Regions from separate parts of the Delphinus delphis genome. Here region 2 is linked to region 1. A link is a contact called in public Hi-C data. All regions are on one chromosome and are shown on one strand. Each heading gives the region's core, a stretch centred on a gene start, on an enhancer-like site or on the middle of the called end of the contact. The rest is flanking DNA. Distances are from core to core; before and after follow the strand shown. Region 1 holds the start of MARCHF3 (membrane associated ring-CH-type finger 3). Region 2 holds the start of LMNB1 (lamin B1).

What was found. A called contact is a pair of places that touch in the nucleus more often than the background predicts.
Region 2: a Hi-C map of muscle shows a contact between it and region 1, with 5 times the contacts expected there. The contact joins the promoter of LMNB1 here to the promoter of MARCHF3 in region 1. A contact is called at or near these places in 2 of 3 Hi-C or Micro-C datasets (lung and muscle).

What each region holds. Positions count from the first base shown.
Region 1 is chr3:68,484,430-68,490,099 of mDelDel1.2, reverse strand. It overlaps MARCHF3 (membrane associated ring-CH-type finger 3), which reads right to left and starts at 3,263. Exons shown (of 5, transcript XM_060006963.1): 1 at 3,080-3,263.
Region 2 is chr3:68,720,694-68,726,363 of mDelDel1.2, reverse strand. It overlaps LMNB1 (lamin B1), which reads left to right and starts at 2,231. Exons shown (of 12, transcript XM_060008927.1): 1 at 2,231-2,314; 2 at 2,419-2,922. The coding sequence starts at 2,564.

The DNA.
Region 1 (5,670 bases), core at 2,014-4,513:
GACTCCCTGGGCCTCTGCGTAGGTGGCCTGAGACACTCTCGCGACCAACAGGCAGATCAGCTGCAGCTTCCCAAGGAGCTCCTTGACCTCAGATAAGTCTGTACTAGCCCTGCTGAGGTCCTAGTCCCCAAGCTCGAAAGAGTATTAGTGAGTAAAAGGTGGCTCTCAAGGACTGGGATTCTTCTACCTTTCAGGGAGAAATGCCCAACAATGTGAGTTAGGACTGACAAAGTTACCCCAGAGCACCCCAGGAACTCACTGGACCTGGACTAGGGAATGGAACAGGCTGGGGTGAGGTCTCAAACTACCTTGCTTCCCAAGACAGACCTCCTTAGAATTGGGGCTAACCTGGTTAGGGGATTGCTAAGGAGTCCAAAAACACTTCAGAACACAGAACAAAAGGTACCATTGTTGAGGACAGAGAGTTAAAACATTAGCTATAAATTTCATATGGCTGGTAAATGCCACCTGGAAATTCTGGAACAATTCTTTGTTGAATCAACTCACAGACTGTAATTGTTCTTTTATATCATAAATGCCATTCCAGCGTTTCTCAAAATATGGTGAGAGGATCCCTGACATCAGAATCACTTGTGGGTGCATGTTAAAGATGCAGATTCCTAAGTTCCACCCCAGATTTCTGAATCTCATCTTGGAGACCAGAGTCCAGCCCATGAACTGAATTTTTAAGGAGCAACCCAGTTGACTCAGGTGATCCATATCAAGGTAGGAGAATTATTGTGTCTACATAGTCCATCAGAAATGCAAAGACACAGATTAGGGATTAGAATATTTTCCCCCAATGTTTAAGTACCACAAAAATGAAAACAACACTTGTGATGAGCTCTTAAGAACCATTCCAGTATTTTCTACCCACATATAATAAACACAGTTATTAAAATATAATTATGAGCATAAAATTCTTGGGTAAAATATCAACTGTGCTTCTCAAAAATATTGCCTTTATTTTGTCACCAAAAGTAATTATGCTGTTAAAGGAATTTATAGTTTTTTAAGTATCAGTCAGTTTGCTGCAGGAAATTAATAAGCTGTTATACTCCTCCCATACCCTTTTAGTCATCAGAAGTTTTGTGATAAAGGTTTTTATTCTTATTATTTTTTAAACTATAAATTGTGAACCATTGCAACTAGTGATTAGGCTGAATATGAATTTATATTCAAGTTATAAATTCCTAAAAATACATTTCATTAGAATTACCAAGGCAGTCTAGAGCTAGTAGATTAAATAGCCTCTGAAATAAAGCTCTATTTACTACTGTTAAGATTTTTTTTTTTTGGTGCAAAACAATTCAGTTTTAATGCATTCTCTTAAGAAGCAAAAGGAAACAGTTTCTGATATACAATGCTACTGCAAAGCAGTAAACCAGTGTTGCATGGTTATGTGACAAGCACCACATTTCTTTTCCAGAGGGATTTTTTTTTTCTCTTATATACTCCTCCTTCCCAAACCATGCCTATTAATTACTTCATAAAATACAGTTTGCCATTTCTGAAGAATCAAACACTCGTTTTCTCCCTCACCAAAAATCACACGTTCAGACTGAATTCTGAATGAAAATGGACTTGAGAGGCAGGCTTTGTTTATAGCATGTTGTTTCTACTAAGGGTTGCCCCCTACCCACGTTCCACCCTAGTGCTCCCACTGAAGTGTACATGTTATGTTTTAACAGATGGGCCGGCTGGCGGCTGCTGGGCTATAAAACAGGAACTGGGAATCTGCTTGGAGTGGTATTGAACTGAATGCTCGTAAAGTTCACGGACATACACTGACCCAGACAGACTAGGAAGATCCAAACATGCTTATACACACACTCATCATACACCCCACAGATCAGAGGGTCCATCTCCTTACCCAGAGGAAGTTCAAGGCTGTTTCCCCCTCCATATCTCTATTTCATTCGCTTATCAATTTTATACACACACATATAAGTACACACATATGTAGGCACATCTACATATGCATGCATAGCTATATATCTCAATGTTTTTATACATCCTCAAAGATCAAAATATTCCCCAATTCTGTTGCCAAGTCTCTACCTAGTACTTTCAATAAGCTCTCATTCACATCAAATAAGAATTACAAGAAAATATTGCATTCAATTCTATTTAGTCCACACATAATATAAACTACATGTATGTAACTGCCCTAAAAAAAACAGCTCCTTTTACTCCTTACCAATGAGAGAGAGAGAAAAAAATTTATCCCAGACTGAGTCACAAACATAAAGTGTCAGGTTTAACCTTGTATCCTCTGCTGTCAGTTCCTGTCACAACTTCATCACTTAAACACACAGGTGCTCAAACAAACACCAACCGACCAGCCTGGTGGTCGTTTTCACGGCCTCTTCTTGGATTCCCTGAGGCCTCCCTGCACTGGGACAGTCACCAGTTACCCCCGGTCCTAACGAAGTCCTTTGGACACACCTTGCAGGTGGATATGGAGGTCTGAGCACCTCATGAGGGATGCGGATTCAAGTGCTAATAAAAAGTAATTACAAAGTTTAATATCCGCGCTGTCAATTCCTTTCAATAATTGCAAAGCTCTGAAGCCCCTGCTACGGAACCCGACTGGTCCTAAAGTTCTCTGACCCCTAAAGATGCACCCGGAGCCCGATGATCTCTGGCTCGGGCTACGCATCAGACATACACAGGACTATCTCGTCTCACCGACGCCGGCGCGTGTTAATTTTTCAGGAACCCGTCTTCAACCATCTAGGAATTGCTGTCTGCACGCCACTGGACTCGAAGGCCGCCCCTAGCGCGCGTGTCGCCGCTCTAGAGGGCCAGGGGACGCGTCCCCGGACCCCACCTAATGATGGCAATTACAACATGCCAAGTTCTTGCGAACGCAGAGCCGCGTCCCGGGCTGAGTTGGGACGCTTTGAAACAAGAAGTTCGGGAGTGGGGGTGCTGGCAAGGAGTGAATCCCGTCAGCCCTGACCTCCCCATAGCCGACACGCTCGGACGGACAGATCGATGCGCGCCAGGACGCGTCCAGTCCCCCATTTGCCGAACAGCGCGAGAGGAGCCGCTCCCCTTGCGCGCGGCGACTCACCCTCGTCGACGAGTCCAGATGGCAAACCGACGCCCCTGCTGCGGGTCCTGAATCCCAAGTTGCACCGAACCGGCGACAGCTCTCGCCCTAGCCCACCGGGGCACATTGGCTGCGGCAGGCACCTCGGAGGGAGCAGAAACCTGGCGGCCGCCCCGGCTCAACAGCTGCCTGGAGCGCGCTTACAATTCACGGACCTGCTCAGCGAATGAGACGGACAGCAGGGCTGAAGCAACTGGGCTCCGAAGGGAGGCGGGGCCGGGGGCATGAGGGGCGGGGTCAGGTAGGGGCCCGCCCCGATGGGCGGGGCGCTCTTCAACGCGTGCCTGGCGGATCCCACAGCCAATCAGGATGGCGCCCGGGCCTGGGGCGGCCGTGGGCGGTGCCGAGCTCCCGGCTCCGCCCCGCCGCCGCCGTCCAATCGCCGGCAGCCGAGGGCTGGCAGAGAGACGCGCCCATGGCTGGGAAGTTGGCTGAGGTGAGGAACCGGGGCTCTGGGCTGGCGCTGTGGGGGCGGCTGCGGCGGGACCCCGACGCCTCGGAAGGGAAGTGGCGGCCCCGGAGGGCCCATGTGGGTCTGGGGCGGCCCGGAGCCGCCGCATGTCGGCGCGCTGTGGTGCAAGAAGCCCAAGCACTGCGCGGGCCAAGACTGGGTCGACACCGCCCACCCCTGGCGCCCTCAGATGGCGCGGAACTTGGCTCTAAACGAGGCCCAGCAGTCGGAGGAAACTGAGACCCAAAGAGGGTGGGTCCCGGGCCGGATCACCCAGCCGCCAGTGGAGGCCAGGGCCCGGAACTGGGAGCTGCGGGCTCCCTGAAAAGGCTCTGATTGCGGTCTGGTGGTTATCTCCGAAACAAAACTCCAGTTCCGCCCGCAACCCCGGAAGGTTCGCGACACATCCCTCCTCACCCCTGCCCTTCACACCACCGGCAGCGGAGACTTACCAGACGCCTAGGCTCCCTTCCCGACTCAAGGCGCCCGGGCACTTGCGCAGAGCCCGGGGGCGAAAGGGAGGCACAGGCGCTGGACGGTCGGGCTGCCCGGCGGGATGGCATCCCCAGCGGTGACTCCCCCTGCCGCTGTCCCTGGGGCCTGCCGGACGGACCAGGACCGTCTTCGCGGACTGGAACACCGCAGAGCCAGCCCCGGCCGTCGCACTCTGCACGCCCTCGCACCCTCCACTTCGGCAGCCCCTGGGCCTGGCTTAGAGACCCCCGTAGTGGCGGGCCTGGGGGCAGCCTGAGCTCGCTGGGTCAGTCGTGGCTGAGTGGCCCCGAAGGAAGGCTTTGGGGGCTCTGTCCTTCCTGGCCGTTCCGGTCGCTGCTGCTCGTTTTGTCGGCGGATCAGCTCTTCAGCCGGGGTTTAAGCCCTTACCTTGGCTGCAGCACACATACATAGGGAGCTGGGGGTATCAAGAGTCAAAGAGCGGAGCTGGGTGTTGCTTTCCAGACTGAGGCCTAGAATGTTAGCAAGCCCTCGACTGTAGACTGGGCGTGGGAGCGGTCTCTGTGTGCCTAGAACTGCACCTGCCACGGGTAGACACCCAACCCATGTTAGTAAAATGAAGATGTGCATGGCAGGCGAGGGGTCAAGCCTGGTGCCCTGACACCACTGACCATTGTCTGCCTCAGATCCCAGAAATCCTAAAGGTTTTAGTCTCTCAGTATGGGTAACTATTCAGACTATCATATACGAGGGAGTATGGACCTCCACAGGTGTTATTTTAGTGGCTGCCTGGCCCCCATAAGGACCTGCGTCATAGGTAGCCCACCTCTCATGAGCAGGTTCTGATGAGGGTCATTGGCAGAAGGAAGGCAAAAGTCCCATGGCTGAAAAGTAGTGAAATGGCCCCTCTAGCAGGGAAGCCTGGATCTCTGAGGTGAGCTCTGGCTTGGAGTCAGTTTCAAATTGTGTCACCTCAGCTCCCTGTCTCAATGGGGAAAAGCAGACAGTCAGGTGGGCAAGAAAATCAGGGTCTGGACAGTCCTTATTAGACCCTGAAAGATTGATTAGTCATGCAGAAATTGTGCATATTTAAACCTTTCCTCATCTAATGAACCAAAGGACTGGTACAGGCAAGGAAGACCATTCCATCTAATTCCAACAGTTGCTTAGCATGCCGTGGAGTGGCCTGGGAGAATGGCCTTTGCCCACAAGGAATTAGATGTAGACCACATGAATGGAATATATACTAAGTCTCTCTATGCTGAAGACGGGATGGGGGATAGAGGAAAAATGTATTTCCTTGGATTTTTTTTCCCACTTCTGGATATGACTGGAGAAGGAGTTTGCCAACAGTGTTTACCATATTAACACCCTGTGAAGGTTTTTCACAGATGCTAATGATTATTTTAAAAATCACCTTGGTAATAGGAGTCAAACATTGGCTGTTGACTGTACTTGATGTAGTATTTATGTTAAATGATGTAAAAAGGAAATAGGGGACTTCCCTGGTGGCTCAGTGGTTAAGAATCCGCCTGCCAATGCAGGAGACACGGGTTCAAGCCCTGGTCCAGGAAGATCCCACATGCCACGGAGCAACTAAACCCATGCGCCACAACTACTGAGCCTGCACTCTAGAGCCTGCGAGCCA
Region 2 (5,670 bases), core at 982-3,481, 240 kb before region 1:
TTTTCAAATATTTCCAAATATATTTTTTTAACGTCTGAGGTAAAAGGAGGGTATGGAGTGAAAGCCAAGCTGTCAGTGTAGTGGAAAGGGCCTCAAGAAGACTGGAATTACATTGCAATCCGGATTCTGCCACCTTGGACACAGCACTCACCTTCTTTAGGCCTCATTTCTTTATAAGTAATTTAGATTTTCAAGGTCCTTTTAAGTTATTAAAACTTTACTTGAATACTTATAAACTCCTAACACCAACTTCATAAAAGAACCTTTTCAACTTTTTTTTTTTTGCGGAACGCGGGCCTCCCACTGTTGCGGCCTCTCCCGTTGCGGAGCACAGGCTCCGGACGCGCAGGCTCAGCGGCCATGGCTCACGGGCCCAGCCGCTCCGCGGCATGTGGGATCTTCCCGGACCGGGGCACGAACCCGTGTCCCCCGCATCGGCAGGCGGACTCTCACCACTGAGTCACCAGGGAAGCCCCCTTTTCAACTTTTTAATTGTCAAGGGCGTTAAGGAAGGAGGTATTTTAGATAACAAACAGGGTAGGAAATAGAACCGTTAACAAGAAGAGTATCATCACTAATAGAGAGCCCGGAAATTCAAGGAGGATGATATTCAACCGCTGCCCTTCACTAATTATGTGCATGATTAATATTTAAAGAACATTCTAGGGCTTCCCTGGTGGCGCAGGGGTTCAGAGTCCGCCTGCCGATGCAGGGGACGCGGGCTCGTGCCCTGGTCCGGGAAGATCCCACATGCTGCGGAGCAGCAGGGCCCGTGAGCCATGGCCACTGAGCCTGCGCATCCGGAGCCTGTGCTCCGCAACGGGAGAGGCCGCAACAGTGAGAGGCCCGCGTACCGGAAAAGAAAGAAAGAAAGAAAGAAAACATTCTAGTCTTCATTTCTGCCATTATTAAGGTAACTAACCTGTAATTACTCTACCGATGCGTCCCTAAAGGGTTGAGTTGGCCTTCCAGTTTATAGTTGAGGGCGAGGCTCTGGAGGCGATTGAAACCGCCTGGGTTCAAAGGCAGTCTTGTCGCCTGCCGGGCGGCTGTAAGGAAATTCATCTATTACGTGGATACATTTTCAAATGGAAGGAATCTGGTTCCCAGAATGTGTGGATGGATAATCCACGAAAAGCCCAGGGCAGGGCACATAGTAAACTTCAATAAATGTTAAGTCTAAAAGTTTAAAAGTTTTCAAAGGGATTGATGGACATTCTATTAGAACTGTGGTCAATTACATTTCAGGGGAATCCCTTTTCAAAGCAAAAAGCATTTCTACTTAAGTTTTCACAAGTTTCGATTTTGATACATGGGATTTTAGTGAAGCATGACCATGAAGAGCTTGTGCTATTTACTTAGTAACATGTTAATCATATCACTTGTGAGGTGGTTTTGATTTTATAAAGCCCTAAATTGTTAAGAAATACAAGGATCGGGGACCGCCCATCAGCACTGGCTTTTCTGTGGTCTTTATCCATCTGCTTCAAGACACGCGTGCGTCAATTTGATGGGAGGAGGTGTTTTGCTACACCGTTTTCCACCTGAGAGAAAAATAAAGGTTTGCACTTGGAACCCGCACGCAGTTGGTCTTGAACCTCGGACACCAGCGCTCATTACATAACTCCACAGCGGCCGGGCCTCCAGGCCGTTTTCCGAACCCTCACCGCGGGGCGGGTATAAGGTTACAACGCCCGCGGTCGTCCCGGGCTCTACGAGTTGTGCGTGTGTCAGTTAGAGACGTTTACATTTGAATTTCCCTGAACCGCCGGGTGTGGGCGGCGGCACGGACCCGCCCCGGAAGCCTCTGGGCCCCTTCCCGCCATCCGCCGACCCGACCCGATAAGCGGTCCCCGCGCGCTGGTGGGAAAGCACGGCCGGCGCGGAGCCCAAAGCCGCCGCTCGAGCAGTCCCCGGCACCCCTCCCCACAGCCCTCAGTCCTTCCGCCCCCAGCCACGCCCAGCCGGGCGCTCCGAGCCGACGGTTGCCTGATGGCCAGATTTTGAATTTACAGGCCCGGCCCCCGAGTTGCCGGCCCCCCATTGGCCAGCGACGGTCACGTGGATACGCCGGAGCGCGCCGGCCATCTTGGGGAGCGCGGCGCCGCGGCCCGCGCCACCTCCGCCCCCAGCGGCTCGCAGCCAGCCCGCCCCTCCGCCCTCCTCACCCCGCCCGCGGCTCAGCGCCGCCTGAGAGGAAACAAAGTGCTGCGGGCGGGAGACTCGGCGGCGGCGGCGGCGGCGGCGCGCGGACTCTGCTCGGCTCTCCCGGCCACCCTCACCCTGTATTTCCTGAGCGTGTGTGCGCGCGTGTGTGAGTGTGTGCATGTTTTCTTACAAAGGACGTTTTACGTTTAATTGATTCGTAGTCCTCCCCCTTTGCCCTTTGTGCTTGTAACCCCTCTCCCGCCATCCCAGGTGCTTCGTCCTTCCCCCCGACGTCTGCCTCTCCGCGAGCGCGGATCGTCGGTTCGTGCCTTCCCTCACGCTTCTCCGCCTGACGCCCCCTCCGTGTTCCGGCGCTGCCCGCGGCCTCAGCGCTCAGCTCTCCTCGCCGATCGCCATGGCGACAGCGACCCCAGTGCAGCAGCGGACGGGCAGCCGCGCCGGCGGCCCCGCCACGCCACTGAGCCCCACGCGGCTGTCGCGGCTGCAAGAGAAGGAGGAGCTGCGCGAGCTCAACGACCGGCTGGCCGTGTACATCGACAAGGTGCGCAGCCTGGAGACGGAGAACAGCGCGCTGCAGCTGCAGGTGACGGAGCGTGAGGAGGTGCGCGGCCGCGAGCTCACCGGCCTCAAGGCACTCTACGAGACCGAGCTGGCCGACGCGCGACGCGCGCTCGACGACACGGCCCGCGAGCGCGCCAAGCTGCAGATCGAGCTGGGCAAGTTCAAGGCCGAGCACGACCAGCTGCTCCTCAAGTGAGTGCCGGGGGCGCAGCTCGGGCGGGAGGGCGAGGGCCGGGGTGCTCACGTCCTTCGGAAGGGGCAGGGTCTCGGTCTCTAAGAAGGAGAAAGAATCTAGTGTTTTTCAGCGGGGGCGGGGGTCGCGCGGGGGTCTCAAGCTGTAGTGATGGTGGGACCGGGATGCACATTTCCCGATCCTGGATACCCAGTGGGACTCGGCGAAGTGCGCGCCTGGGGCCGCCAGCGACAGGCGACCGGCTTCGGGCCTCGGACCCCGGGATCCAGAAGGCTTTAAACGCGCGGAGATCTGGCGGGCGCCAGGTGCGGGGAGGTGGCGTCTGGGCGCGCGCTCGAATGCGCGCCCCGGTTTCCGGCCAGGCCCGAGACAAAGCATCTGGTGGGTTTGCGGTGCAGGAATGGCCGGCCGGGGAGGACCTGCTGCCCGCCTGGAGAATGAATGAGCTCTGCGCGGGCGGAGAGAGGAAGGGGAGGGACCTGCCTCCGGCGTCCCGGTCTCCCGGGGGTGGGTCCCGCTTTGGCGCGCTCAGTCTTGGCCCTGTGACATTTTGCGATCTTTCTGCGCCTGCCTTGGGCGAAGAGGGAGGGGCGGAGTCTGAACTGCGCGCCACTGTCGGCTCTGGGCAAGTTGGGTGTTCAAGCTGGTTAGCTTTCTCTGGGGAAAGGTGTCCTTTCTTTATGCCGAGACAGGCCGCGGTCTTTGGGTGTTTCTCTGCACCGGACTCCGCAAGCTGGGTTTTTTCACGTCTTGGCCACCGTTCTCGGATGGACGAACCGCCTGCCCTCCCGCAGCAGTCCTCTCCCCTAGCTTTTGTATCGCCCAGACATAGTCATTTGCTTTTTCGGGTGTAGGGGAGACCCAGCTCAGTCCCCGCATCTGTCCTTACGTTGACAGGCCAGGGCAGGTGAAAGGGTGTTGTGTAAACGTGGAGAGTTGTGGCGAGGGAGAGCTTGTAATTTTTTCACATAAGAGGGTCTGAATTTTTCAGTTCAGGGCACACGGGTAAACGAGCAAGCCTTTGCCGATCCTACCTTGCCTTTCTGATGAGCAAAATGGCATAGTTATCCTCAGTAGGCAGCTAGTGTTGATGTCACGCTTTAGAATATTGCTCGGTTTGCCTCCAGAATTCCGGTGGTCTTCATCCCCTCTTGCCAGTTGAAATCTCTGGAGATACCTGATTCTGACTTTGACTTTGTGTTCCCCTGAATGTCTCTCTGTCTCCGTGTAAATGTTCCTGTCTCAGTCTCTGTGATTTTCAGTATGTGAATCTCAACTTCCCCATCTTGTTAAATACTTGAAAAACGGTTCATAAAGAATATGTGCACTTGGTAAAAAAAAAAAAAATTGTATAGACAGGCTTATAGTGAAAAACGATGTCTCTTGCCTCCTTCCAGGAGGCAATCACATTTAGCCTTTTTTGTTTTTATTTCTTTGAGTATTTAGTTCCACAAAATAAAAATAATAATAAGCTTATGTTTCTGTTTCCTGGATTTTCTAATCTTTGGAGTCGTCTTTTGAAATGGGTCAGTTCACTCACTACTGTCTCCATCTTCCTCCAAACTTTTCATTACTGAATTTCTTCATATCTTGGATGCCATTGCTTATATGATTCACCATTATCACATGTACCACTAAGAAGAAAAACTTAAGGGCCAACTATGCAGGATCCGTCCTGTTGGACCCACCCTGTTTTCAGAGATGTTAAAGTGTGACACAGATTAAGTATGTTACCTGCCAGTCACTGTTTTATGTAGAGGATACAGAGATTTGAAAAAAATAAGTTATTGCCCTTATGTTGATGATAGGGGAGATACCCAGCCAGCGAATAAAAATTGTATTTCAGCTAATCTGAAACATTTTGATGCTGGTGCTTTTATAATCTTTTCAGAAGGTATCCACTGAAGGTTTTTCACACAGTAACAAGACTGCCACCTGGCTGACTGTAGTTGTAAAATGCTCTGCATGGATTGTAAAATGCATGCTGGTTTCATCAAGATTAAAAAGTGAAGAATATATGTGTTAGAATCAATGAAATCAGTGAATGTGATATAATGTTAGGATAACAAATACTAGGGGAATAAAAATAGAGCAGGGTGAAGGGATGGTATAGTTAAGGAAGGCCTGTCTGAGGGCTTGACAATTGAAAACAATTTTCTTTGAGATGTCAGGTAGTGTACTGGGATTTTATAGATAGATAAATATCTATATATAACTATATAGAGAGAGCCTGAACATATATATCTATTAGGATTAGATGTATTTTATTTTCTGATGTGCCATCAATTCCTCAAAACATACCACATTTTACTTTCATATTTCAATCCTGACTTTCTTTGTACAATTTTGTTCCTAAATAGCCTTCCATTTTTCTTGCTGATTAAAGAAAATTTTGCCTTTAGCATATCTTCAAACTTTTAAAAGATATCTAATCATAATATCTATTATATGAGGCTACTTTCTTCCCTTAAGCTCTCTGCTCTTAAGACATGATGTGCAGTTGACATCCTAGGAATTTACCTGATTTAGACCCGGTTTCCTCCTGTATCATATATTTTCAGTTCCTTGGTTTCTTCCTTCATTTTATTGGAGAACATCCTTAAGTTACTTATTCAGAAAAGATGGCAGGAGGTAGACTTTCCAAGTCTCGTGTATCTGAAAATAATTTTGATTTTTGTCTCATGCTTGATGAATAGTTGGGCTAGGTATAGAATACTGGTTCAACATTTTTCCTTACAGCTTGGAAA